Linked DNA regions of Pan troglodytes: region 1 is linked to region 2. Evidence: chromatin contacts called from public capture Hi-C data. All regions are on one chromosome and are shown on one strand. Each heading gives the region's core, a stretch centred on a gene start, on an enhancer-like site or on the middle of the called end of the contact. The rest is flanking DNA. Distances are from core to core; before and after follow the strand shown. Region 1 overlaps ABCC1 (ATP binding cassette subfamily C member 1). Region 2 overlaps ABCC1 (ATP binding cassette subfamily C member 1).

The links. Capture Hi-C pulls out chosen DNA fragments and counts their contacts.
Region 1: a capture Hi-C map of stem cell-derived neural stem cells shows a contact between it and region 2, with 2.5 times the contacts expected there. The contact joins two enhancer-like sites. A contact is called at or near these places in 2 of 7 Hi-C or Micro-C datasets (induced pluripotent stem cells and stem cell-derived neural progenitor cells) and 1 of 1 other capture datasets (stem cell-derived neural stem cells).

Annotation. Positions count from the first base shown.
Region 1 is chr18:18,581,719-18,586,413 of NHGRI_mPanTro3-v2.0_pri, forward strand. It overlaps ABCC1 (ATP binding cassette subfamily C member 1), which reads left to right. Exons shown (of 30, transcript XM_063796774.1): 23 at 3,348-3,547. Among named protein-coding and RNA genes, the nearest start is that of ABCC1, 170 kb to the left of the region's middle. Within about 2 kb of position 1,818, at least 9 of the 24 cell types and tissues checked have an H3K27ac peak or open chromatin away from gene starts, as enhancers often do. A contact at or near this core is called in stem cell-derived neural stem cells, where this site is marked.
Region 2 is chr18:18,508,005-18,512,730 of NHGRI_mPanTro3-v2.0_pri, forward strand. It overlaps ABCC1 (ATP binding cassette subfamily C member 1), which reads left to right. Exons shown (of 30, transcript XM_063796774.1): 8 at 304-534; 9 at 1,691-1,868; 10 at 4,000-4,161. Among named protein-coding and RNA genes, the nearest start is that of ABCC1, 92 kb to the left of the region's middle. Within about 2 kb of position 1,862, at least 2 of the 24 cell types and tissues checked have an H3K27ac peak or open chromatin away from gene starts, as enhancers often do. A contact at or near this core is called in stem cell-derived neural stem cells, where this site is marked.

The DNA.
Region 1 (4,695 bases), core at 568-3,067, 74 kb after region 2:
CAGCTGTTGGAGCACCCAGGATTTTTATTTTTCATCAACAAAGGAAACGATTTCAGCAAAGGACCAAGTTCTAGGTGCACTGTCGTTATCACTGAGATGAAATGCATAATGTGTGTGGGCAGGACTGGAAGGGAGGCAGATACATGAAAACATCGTCTTTTTAAGGATTGAGATTATAGAATAGTAAATTTTTTAATGGCTTTTTGGCTAAATTTACATTTATCCTCTCACTAGGCAGTCTCATTCCTAAGTGTATATTTTAAAAACAAAAAAGAGCAAAGGCAGTGCTTAGAATGTTCTCAGCATCTTGATTCATAATCGCCCAAACTGGAAACAGCTCAAATGTCCATTAACAGGACCGTGGAGAAATAAATTGTGATATAATTATACAATTTATGGTTGAGTAGTAAAAAGCAATGAAATGCTAATACACAACAATTTGGGTTTATCTCACAGATGTTATAGTGATCAAAAGAAGCCAGACGAAAAAGAGTAGGTACTGTGAGATTTCATTTATATGAAGTTCAGTCAGGTGCAGTGGCTCATGCCTTTAATCCCAGCCCTTTGGGAGGCCTAGACAGGAGGATTGCTTGGGCCCAGGAGTTCGAGACCAGCCTGAGCAACATGGGAAAACCTGGTCTCTACAGAAAATACAAAAATTAGCTGGGTGTGGTGGCGTGCACCTGTAGTCCCACGTGCTTGGGAGGCTGAGATGGAAGGGTCACTTGAGCCTCGGAGGTGGAGGTTGCAGTGAGCTGACATTGTGCCACTGCACTTCAGCCTTGGTGACAGGGCGAGTTGTCTCAAAAAAACATCAGATCGGCAGGGCAGGTGGATCGCTTGAGGTCAGGAGTTTGAGACCAGCCTGGCCAACATGGTGAAACCCCATCTCTACTAAAAATACAAAAATTAGCCAGGCACGGTGGTGGGCGCCTGCAATTCCAGCTACTTAGGAGGCTAAGGCAGGAGAATTGCTTAAACCTGGGAGGCAGAGGTTGCAATGAGCCGAGATTGTGCCACTGCACTCCAGCCAGGGTGACAGAGCGAGACTCTGTCTTAAAAAATAAAATAAGATCATTCCTGAACAAATATTCATCTCAGTTAGATTTTTCCAGTAAGTAAGGTTCAGAGGCAGTGGCAAGTGGAGGAAAGTGAACAGGTAACACACTTGAGAGCGATTTGCATCTGGATTGTTCAGAAAGCAAGCTGGTAAGAGAGGAAGGAGATGTGGTCCAGGGTAAGATGGGGCAGATCACCTGGGCCTTCAGCCATGCAGAGGGGTCTGGATTTCATGGGAGGCGGTGGGAACAGCTGGAGAAGAAATTATATCTGATCCACATTCCAGGAATTGGCAGAACAGCTATTCTGAGACTGCGTGGGGTTGTGCAGTGCCTGGGTTCACTTACAGAGCTTCTGGGGCCCCAGAAGACTCTCCATCTGTGGGTTGCAATTAACGCCCGTGCCGCCACCCAGAAAGAAGCTGCCAACCACAGAGGCCTTGTAAAAGCCACCTGCTGCTATTGATGCTTTTTATTGGACTCTGCCCCAAAGCAGCCCAGTACACCTGGCCCAGGGCAGGATGCAGGGAGGCTGAGTTCCTAGCAACCCTTTGTTAGTTTTCCCAGCTCTCCTGTCGATAAGCAATTGTAGGCACCTTGTGGAATCAGGAACCCCGGGCTCACCAGTTCCTTTTGCGTAGATGAGAAAAAACCTAGGCTAGGAGAGCGCAGTGTCCTCACATGGCTGGTGCAGCCTCTGATCCACAGCTCCACAAAGCTTGCAGAAGGTGGTTGGCTTTTGTTCTGAATCTAACAAGACTTATCGGGAGGCTCTTGGTGCCTGGCACTGGCTGAATGCCCAGGTTGGGGGAGGCAGAGCAGATGAAGCATCTGCCCGCGAGGGTGGGTGGAGCTGCTTGTGAAACGTATCATCGTAGCCCGGGAGCTGGGACACTGAAGCCCGGAGAAGGTGCTCATGGAGGATGGGAAGGGCTTCCCGAGGAAGTGACATCTGTGCTCCCATCTGCTGGGTGATGAGGAATGGCCTGGACGGGATGGGCATGGTGGTGGAGGCAGGCGGCCTGTGTGCAGGGAAGGAAGGGGAGAGTTACAGGACGAGATGAGTTGAGGGAAGAAGCATGGTTGGCAACTCTTAACAGCGCTGGGAGGCCATTGAAGGAGGGGGGTGACGAGATTGACCCTATCCTCATGGGCATCTCAGCTGGGCTGAGTGTGCTGGAACAGGCCATTGCATGGACACAGTCACTCCTGAGGGGATGTGATCAACAGGCGGAATTCTGTCACTTAATGATAACAATAGTCACCAGCTAACTGAATGCTTACTGTTAGGTCAAACTGTATGAAACTGCTAATACTCATTTCTTATCTATAGAAACAGCCATTTCCTGTGGTTCAACCTAGTATTACCAGGCGCTGTGCTTAGTGACATCATGCATATCTATATGATTTATGAAATAATGTGTCCACGCAAATACATATCACATATAAGACTGTAACTCTTACATGTCACCCTCACAATGACCCCGTGAAGCAAGCCTTGTTTTGTTTTGTTTGTTTTCTTAATAATTTTTTATTTTTGTAGAGATGGCATTTTGCCATGTGCCTGGGCTGGTCTCAGACTCCTGGCCTCAAGTGATCTCCCGCCTCTGCCTCCTGAAGTGCGGGTATTACAAGCATGAGCCACCCCACCCGGCCGAGCAAGCCGTGTTGTTCCCATTTTACAGATAAGGAAACTGAGGCTTACAGAAGTAAAGTGTTAGTCGTGTTTATATTGCCAGTCAGTAGTTGAGTCACGATTTGAACTGAGGTCTCGTTGACCTCAAAGCCTGTGCCGAAAACCACACTGCTGGTTCCAGAAAACCCTAGAGGTGAAAGGCTTCAGAGAGGCAGTACAGGGTAGAGGTTAGCACTTTGCAGCCCAGATGGCCTGGGTTTGAATCCCAGTTCTGCCCCTTGCTAGCCATGTGACCTTGGGGAGGAGATTAACTAGCTTCTTTGTGCCTTAGTTTAGCCATCACATACAGGAACGAGCACCTCAGGTTTTTTGTGAGGATTGAATGAACTGATGTTTGTAAAACTGCTTAGAACGATGCCTGGGGCTGTGGGCTTTGTATAAGCGTGAGCTATTATTGTCACTGTCCTTGTCATTGGTGGTGCTATTCCTGTGGTTCACCAGGTGAGTGGGCACCCCTGTGAGGGCAGCCCGGCTCTAACATTTTGCCTCCTGGAGGTATCGGTTACGTCTAGATGTTCTCCAGCACAGCCCTGCCCTGGGAGGATGGCAGGAGGGAACCTTCATCACCTCCCCGCGTCTGTTCTCTACCCCAGAGGTTCTACGTGGCTTCCTCCCGGCAGCTGAAGCGCCTCGAGTCGGTCAGCCGCTCCCCGGTCTATTCCCATTTCAACGAGACCTTGCTGGGGGTCAGCGTCATTCGAGCCTTCGAGGAGCAGGAGCGCTTCATCCACCAGAGTGACCTGAAGGTGGACGAGAACCAGAAGGCCTATTACCCCAGCATCGTGGCCAACAGGTGGGCATGGTGGGCCTGCAGGAGGGGGTGGAAGAGGCCGCCTTAGCACCTTGTCTCTTTGCCTCGATCTTTTCCTCACACCTTGAGCTGGGTATAAAGCCAAACCCCGGCCTTGCAGAAAGGATGGAGAGGCTTGATGAGCACGGAGGACAGATGAATCATTAAGAGCAGACAGCGGCACTGTAGACATGCAGTGCCCGCGGCATTTAAGCGCAGGGACACAGCTCTTCTGGAGTCAGAAAGCCCTGCAAGTGCTTCCCGTTAACTGTCATCCTAGTGATGCAAGACTGCCAGCGACCGACTCTGCTATTGAGTATCTTCATACCGCTGTTCCCATCTGGGGGTGATCATGCACCCCTGGGTGATGTGTATCAGAAGCAATTTACTAATACTAAGCTAAACCATATGAGATTGTCATCTTGTGGGCCAGATGTCATGGCTCACGCCTGTAATCCCAGTACTTTGGGAGGCTGAGGCAGGAGGATCCATTGAGGCCAGAGATTCCAGGCCAGCCTGGGCAACATAGCAAGACCCCCATCTCTCTTAAAAAAAAAAAAAAAAAAGTAGCCCATCATGGTGGTGTGTGCCTGTAGTCCTAGCTTCTCGAGAGGCTGAGGCTGGAGGATCGTTTCAGCCCAGGAGTTCAAAGTTGCATTGAGCTATGATTACACCACTGCACTCCAGCCTGGGTGACAGAGTGAGACCCTGTCTCTGGAAAAACAAAAAAAGGAGATGGGGGTGGGAGATTGACATCTTGTGGATCACAGATAATAGCATCAATCCAAAAGAGGCAGACGTTTGCTAATTATTTGCTGAATTTAGAGAAGTGTCCCTCTCACCCATTTGCATCCTTATAGACTTTTCTGAAAAAGTGACAGCACCCCAGAGGTGTCCCATAACCATTAGCCCGTCTTACACACTCTAATCCCATAGCGTAAGTCTGGGTGGGCTAACCCTGAATGATTAGAGACCTTGACTTCCCTTCAGAATTTTTAGGGAGTTTGTCACAATCTGGCTGTGTCTGTTGGAGTAGTGAGGATCAGTCACTTGGTTCATAAGGGCTGCAATGGAGAAAAGATCAACACCCCATCTTCCTAGAATGCTTTATATTTTAGAACATTAAAATAATAGTTCTAGTGCTATATGAT
Region 2 (4,726 bases), core at 612-3,111:
TGGAGGTAGGTCCTACTTTTATCCTCATTTCACAGAGGAGGAAACTGAGGCCCAGAGAGCTTAAGGACCTTGCCTGAAGTCACGCAGCTGGCCAGTGGCCAAGCCAGACCTTGAGCCGGTGGCTGTGGAGCCCGTGGCTCTGGAGCCCGTGTTTGTAACCACTGTGCTGAGCTGCCTCTCTCCCTGGGCTTGTTGTCTTTGACTCTGCCTTCCCTGAAGGGTGACATTCCCTGGCCATGTCCCTGTGGTAGGGGGCTGCATCTCTGGCAGACCCCACAACGGCTTCACCTCCTTGTGTTCCAGGCAGCCGGTGAAGGTCGTGTACTCCTCCAAGGATCCTGCCCAGCCGAAAGAGAGTTCCAAGGTGGATGCGAATGAGGAGGTGGAGGCTTTGATTGTCAAGTCCCCACAGAAGGAGTGGAACCCCTCTCTGTTTAAGGTGTTATACAAGACCTTTGGGCCCTACTTCCTCATGAGCTTCTTCTTTAAGGCCATCCACGACCTGATGATGTTTTCCGGGCCGCAGATCTTAAAGTAAGACCCCTTCCCTCCCAGGTGGGCTCCATTTTCCCTCCTTGGATTTGATCTTTCAGTTGCATCAGTCATAACCCTGGGGTCATGCTGTGTCCTGAAGTGGGCTCATAGCCAGATGTCTCCATTTTTACTTTAGCTTTTTTGAAAAAAATAGAGACAGGGTCTTGCTTTGTTGGTCAGGCTGGTCTCGAGCTCCTGACTTCAAGCGATCCTCCTGCCTCGGCCTCCCAAAGTGCTGGGATTGCAGATGTGAGCCATGGTCACTGCCTAGCTTTACTTTATGCTTTACTTAATTACCATATTAGTGAAGACCACATCGTTTGCAAGTAACAGAAACCCACTAGGCTCCCCTGAAACCCAAATGGGGAGAATATGGCATTGTCTTGGGAAATCAAGAGCAAGGAAATGCCAGCAGATCTCATGAAAAAACTGCAACCAGGGTTGGGCGCAGTGGCTCATGCCTATAATCCCAGCACTTTGAGAGGCTGAGGTGGGAAGATCACCTGAGGTCAGGAGGTCAAGACCAGCCTGGCCAGCATGGTAAAACCATCTGCTAAAAATACAAAAATTAGCCAGGCGTGGTGGTGCACGCCTGTAATCCCAGCTACTCAGGAGGCTGAGGCATAAAAATTGCTTGAACCCAGGAGGCAGAGGTTACAGCAAGCTGATTGCATCACTGAACTCAAGCCTTGGCAACAGAGCAAGACTTTGTCTCAAAAAAAAAAAAAAAAAAAAAAGAATAAAAAAAACAACAACAAAAACTGCAACCAGGAACTGGGGAGTCAGAAAGGAAGTTGCCTCTCTCCTACCTGGCTCTCTGCTGCTCTGTGACTCAGGGGCTACACATCCCTTCTCTTTTCCTCCCTACCTCTTTACCTCGTGTTCCCTATGCAATTCCTTTGGGTGACTTGCTGGTGATGAGATATAGCTAGAGCAATTAGTGCACAACCCCAAGGCAGAGGCCTCTTTTATGAGCAGTTTGGGCCACCTGCACAGCCAGATCACCACTGTGGACTTGTTTTTCCATCTATGAAATTGAAGTGATAGTGTCTAGCTCATCTGGCTCAGGAGAAAGTTGCAGTGCCAACACTGAAGCTCTTTTCCCTGCCCCCACGTGTCACAAGTCATTCCAGGCCCTCTCTTTGCTCCTTTGCAGGTTGCTCATCAAGTTCGTGAACGACACGAAGGCCCCAGACTGGCAGGGCTACTTCTACACCGTGCTGCTGTTTGTCACTGCCTGCCTGCAGACCCTCGTGCTGCACCAGTACTTCCACATCTGCTTCGTCAGTGGCATGAGAATCAAGACCGCTGTCATTGGGGCTGTCTATCGGAAGGTAGGGGGCGCTGTGCCATTGGCATGTGGCCTGACTTCCACATCCCCTCCTGCAGCCCTGGGTTACTCTGGGGCCAGCGTGGGGATTTCCAGCCCAGCTTCTGGAGCAGTAGGATGAGGGTAGCTTCCGTGACCTTAGGTGGCAGGGACAGTACGCATCAGGCATTGTACGTTAGGAAAGCTGACTTCAAGGGTGGGCGTGTAGATGTCTTTGTGTATCAGCTGTGAGTAATTGAGTTTCTTAGATGGATCAGTGGCCCTTGTTGTGGGGAAATCCAAGTTTGGATCCTCATTCTGCTGTTAACATTCTGTGTTTCAGCTTGTTGTCACTCTTTTTTTTTTCATTTTTTTGAGACCAGGTCTCACTCTCTCCCCCAGACTGGAGTGCAGTGGCATGATCTTGGCTCACTGCAACTTCCGCCTCCTGAGTTCAAGCGATTCTTCTGCCTCAGCCTCCTGAGTAGCGGGGACTACAGGCGCCTGCCACCACGACCGGCTAATTTTTGTATTATTAGTAGAGACAGGGTTTCGCCATGTTGGCCAGGCTGATCTTGAACTGCTGACCTCAGGTGATCCGCCTGCCTCAGCCTCCCAAAGTGCTGGGATTACAGGCATGAGCCACCGCGCCCAGCCTGTTGTCACTCTTAATTTGAACTGAGCAGGTGGCACATTCCTTGCATGATAAGAGTATGTAGCAGGCATTTGTGTACATCCAATTTCAAAGGACCTAAATTACCTTCTTGATCCCTATAATTTTTTTTTTTTTTTTTTTGTCTCGAGGTCAAGGAAACTGCTTGGCTCCTAGGTTAGGAAGAGACAGTCTTGCAGGTACTTGATGAACTAGAGGAGTGATTCTCAGGCCCGTCTGTGAATTAGACTCACCTGGGGAGCTTAAACTGATGCAGGCCAGGCACTGTAGCTTATGCCTGGAATCCCAGCAGTTTGGGAAACCAAGGTGGGGGAATCACTGGAGGCTGGAAGTTCAATACCAGCCTGGTCAATATAGCAAGACCCTGGCTCTGCAGAAAATTTAAAAAAATTAGCCAGGTATGGTGGTGCGTACCTGTAGTCCCGTCTACTCAGGAGATTGAGTTAAAAGAATCACTTCAGCCCCGGAGTTGGAGGCTGCAGTGAGTCCTGATAGCATCCCTGCATTCCGGCCTGTGTGACAGAATGAGACCCTGTCTGAAAAAACAAAAAAACTTCCTGACTCCTAGGTTGCACCAGACCAGTGAAATTGCGATTGCTGTGGTTGCACCCAGGTGTCATTGTTTTTATTTTTTATTTATTTTTATTTTTTGAGATAGGGTCTCGCTCTGTCACCCAGGCTAGAGTGCAGTGGCATGATCTTGGCTCACTGCAGCCTCCACCTCCTGGGCTCAAACCATCCTGCCACCTCAGCCCACCACGTAGCTGGGCCCAGAGGCATGCATCACCACGCCTGCTAATGTCTTAGTGTTTTTAAAACTCACCAGGTGATAGTGTGCAATCATGTTTGAGGGCTAGGGAGATTTTCCCCCACCAGGGCATGTTTGGCAATATCTGGGGGCATTTTTGGTTGTCCCAACTGGGGGCGAGGGCATGTAGTGGGTCGAAGCCAGGGATTGCTGCTAAAACTCCTACAGTGCGCAGGACAGCCCCCCAAAGAATTATCTGGCTCCAGATGTCAAGAATGCCAAGGATTAGAGACCCTGGCCCAGACCCTCAGTCCTTCAGTGGGATCTGGGACCAGTAGCATTGGCACAGCCTGGAAGTGTAGAAATGCAGAATCCCAGGCCACACCCCAGACTTGCAGAATCCGAAACAACTCCCCCCACCCCCCACCACTCCCCCCAAAAAAACCCGGCCGCATGTGTGCACATTAAAGCATGCGAAGCCCTGGTTTCGAGGACACCTAGGGTCCCTTGCCAACTGATGAGTTCAAGGTCGGGAGGCACTGAGCACCGTGGATAAGAATGTGGGCTTTGAGATGACACAGGCGTCCTGGGCAGACAGATAGGTCGGGAGGGGAGGAGGAGAGATCTGCGGCATTTCTGCCCCTGAGAGTCTCCTTCCTCTCCGTGGGTCTGGAGGGAGAGTCAGGCCTCTTCACCTGCCACACTCACCCACCTTCCCTCTCCTTTGTCCCCCAGGCCCTGGTGATCACCAATTCAGCCAGAAAATCCTCCACGGTCGGGGAAATTGTCAACCTCATGTCTGTGGACGCTCAGAGGTTCATGGACTTGGCCACGTACATTAACATGATCTGGTCAGCCCCCCTGCAAGTCATCCTTGCTCTCTACCTCCTGTGGCTGGTGTGTGTTTGACGCCATTTCCCTTTGCATGCAGGGAGGGACTTCTACGTGTGGGCAGTGGGCTGAGGGAGTGGGTGTTGATGATAATGGCATGTAGAGCTCCCTGGCAGTTCCGGCTGTCGTTCATATTTTATTTTCCAGCCTGTTAACCAATTCCTCAGTATTTTGTTCCTTTCCTGAATTGTCAGGTTGATGTTCTCCTTGGTGGCATGGCGTTTTCATTTTCTCTTTTCCTACCCTACAATGGACACATCATATTTCTCCCCTTGAATCCTCCCAAACGCTAACCAGACTCACTTATTCATTAGTCCCTAATTATGGTGGTCAAAATTCTCTCAATTGCAAGGGATATAAATCTGTCTTAAAGTAGCCTAAGTGGCCGGTTGCAGAGGCTCACGCCTGTAATCCCAGCACTTTGGGAGGCCGAGGCGGGCAGATCACCTGAGATCAGGAGTTCGAGACCAGCCTCAACGTGGAGAAACCCCGTCTCTACTAAAAATACAAAATGAGCTGGGCGTGGTGGTGCATGCCTGTAATGCCAGCTACCTGGGAGGCTGAGACAGGA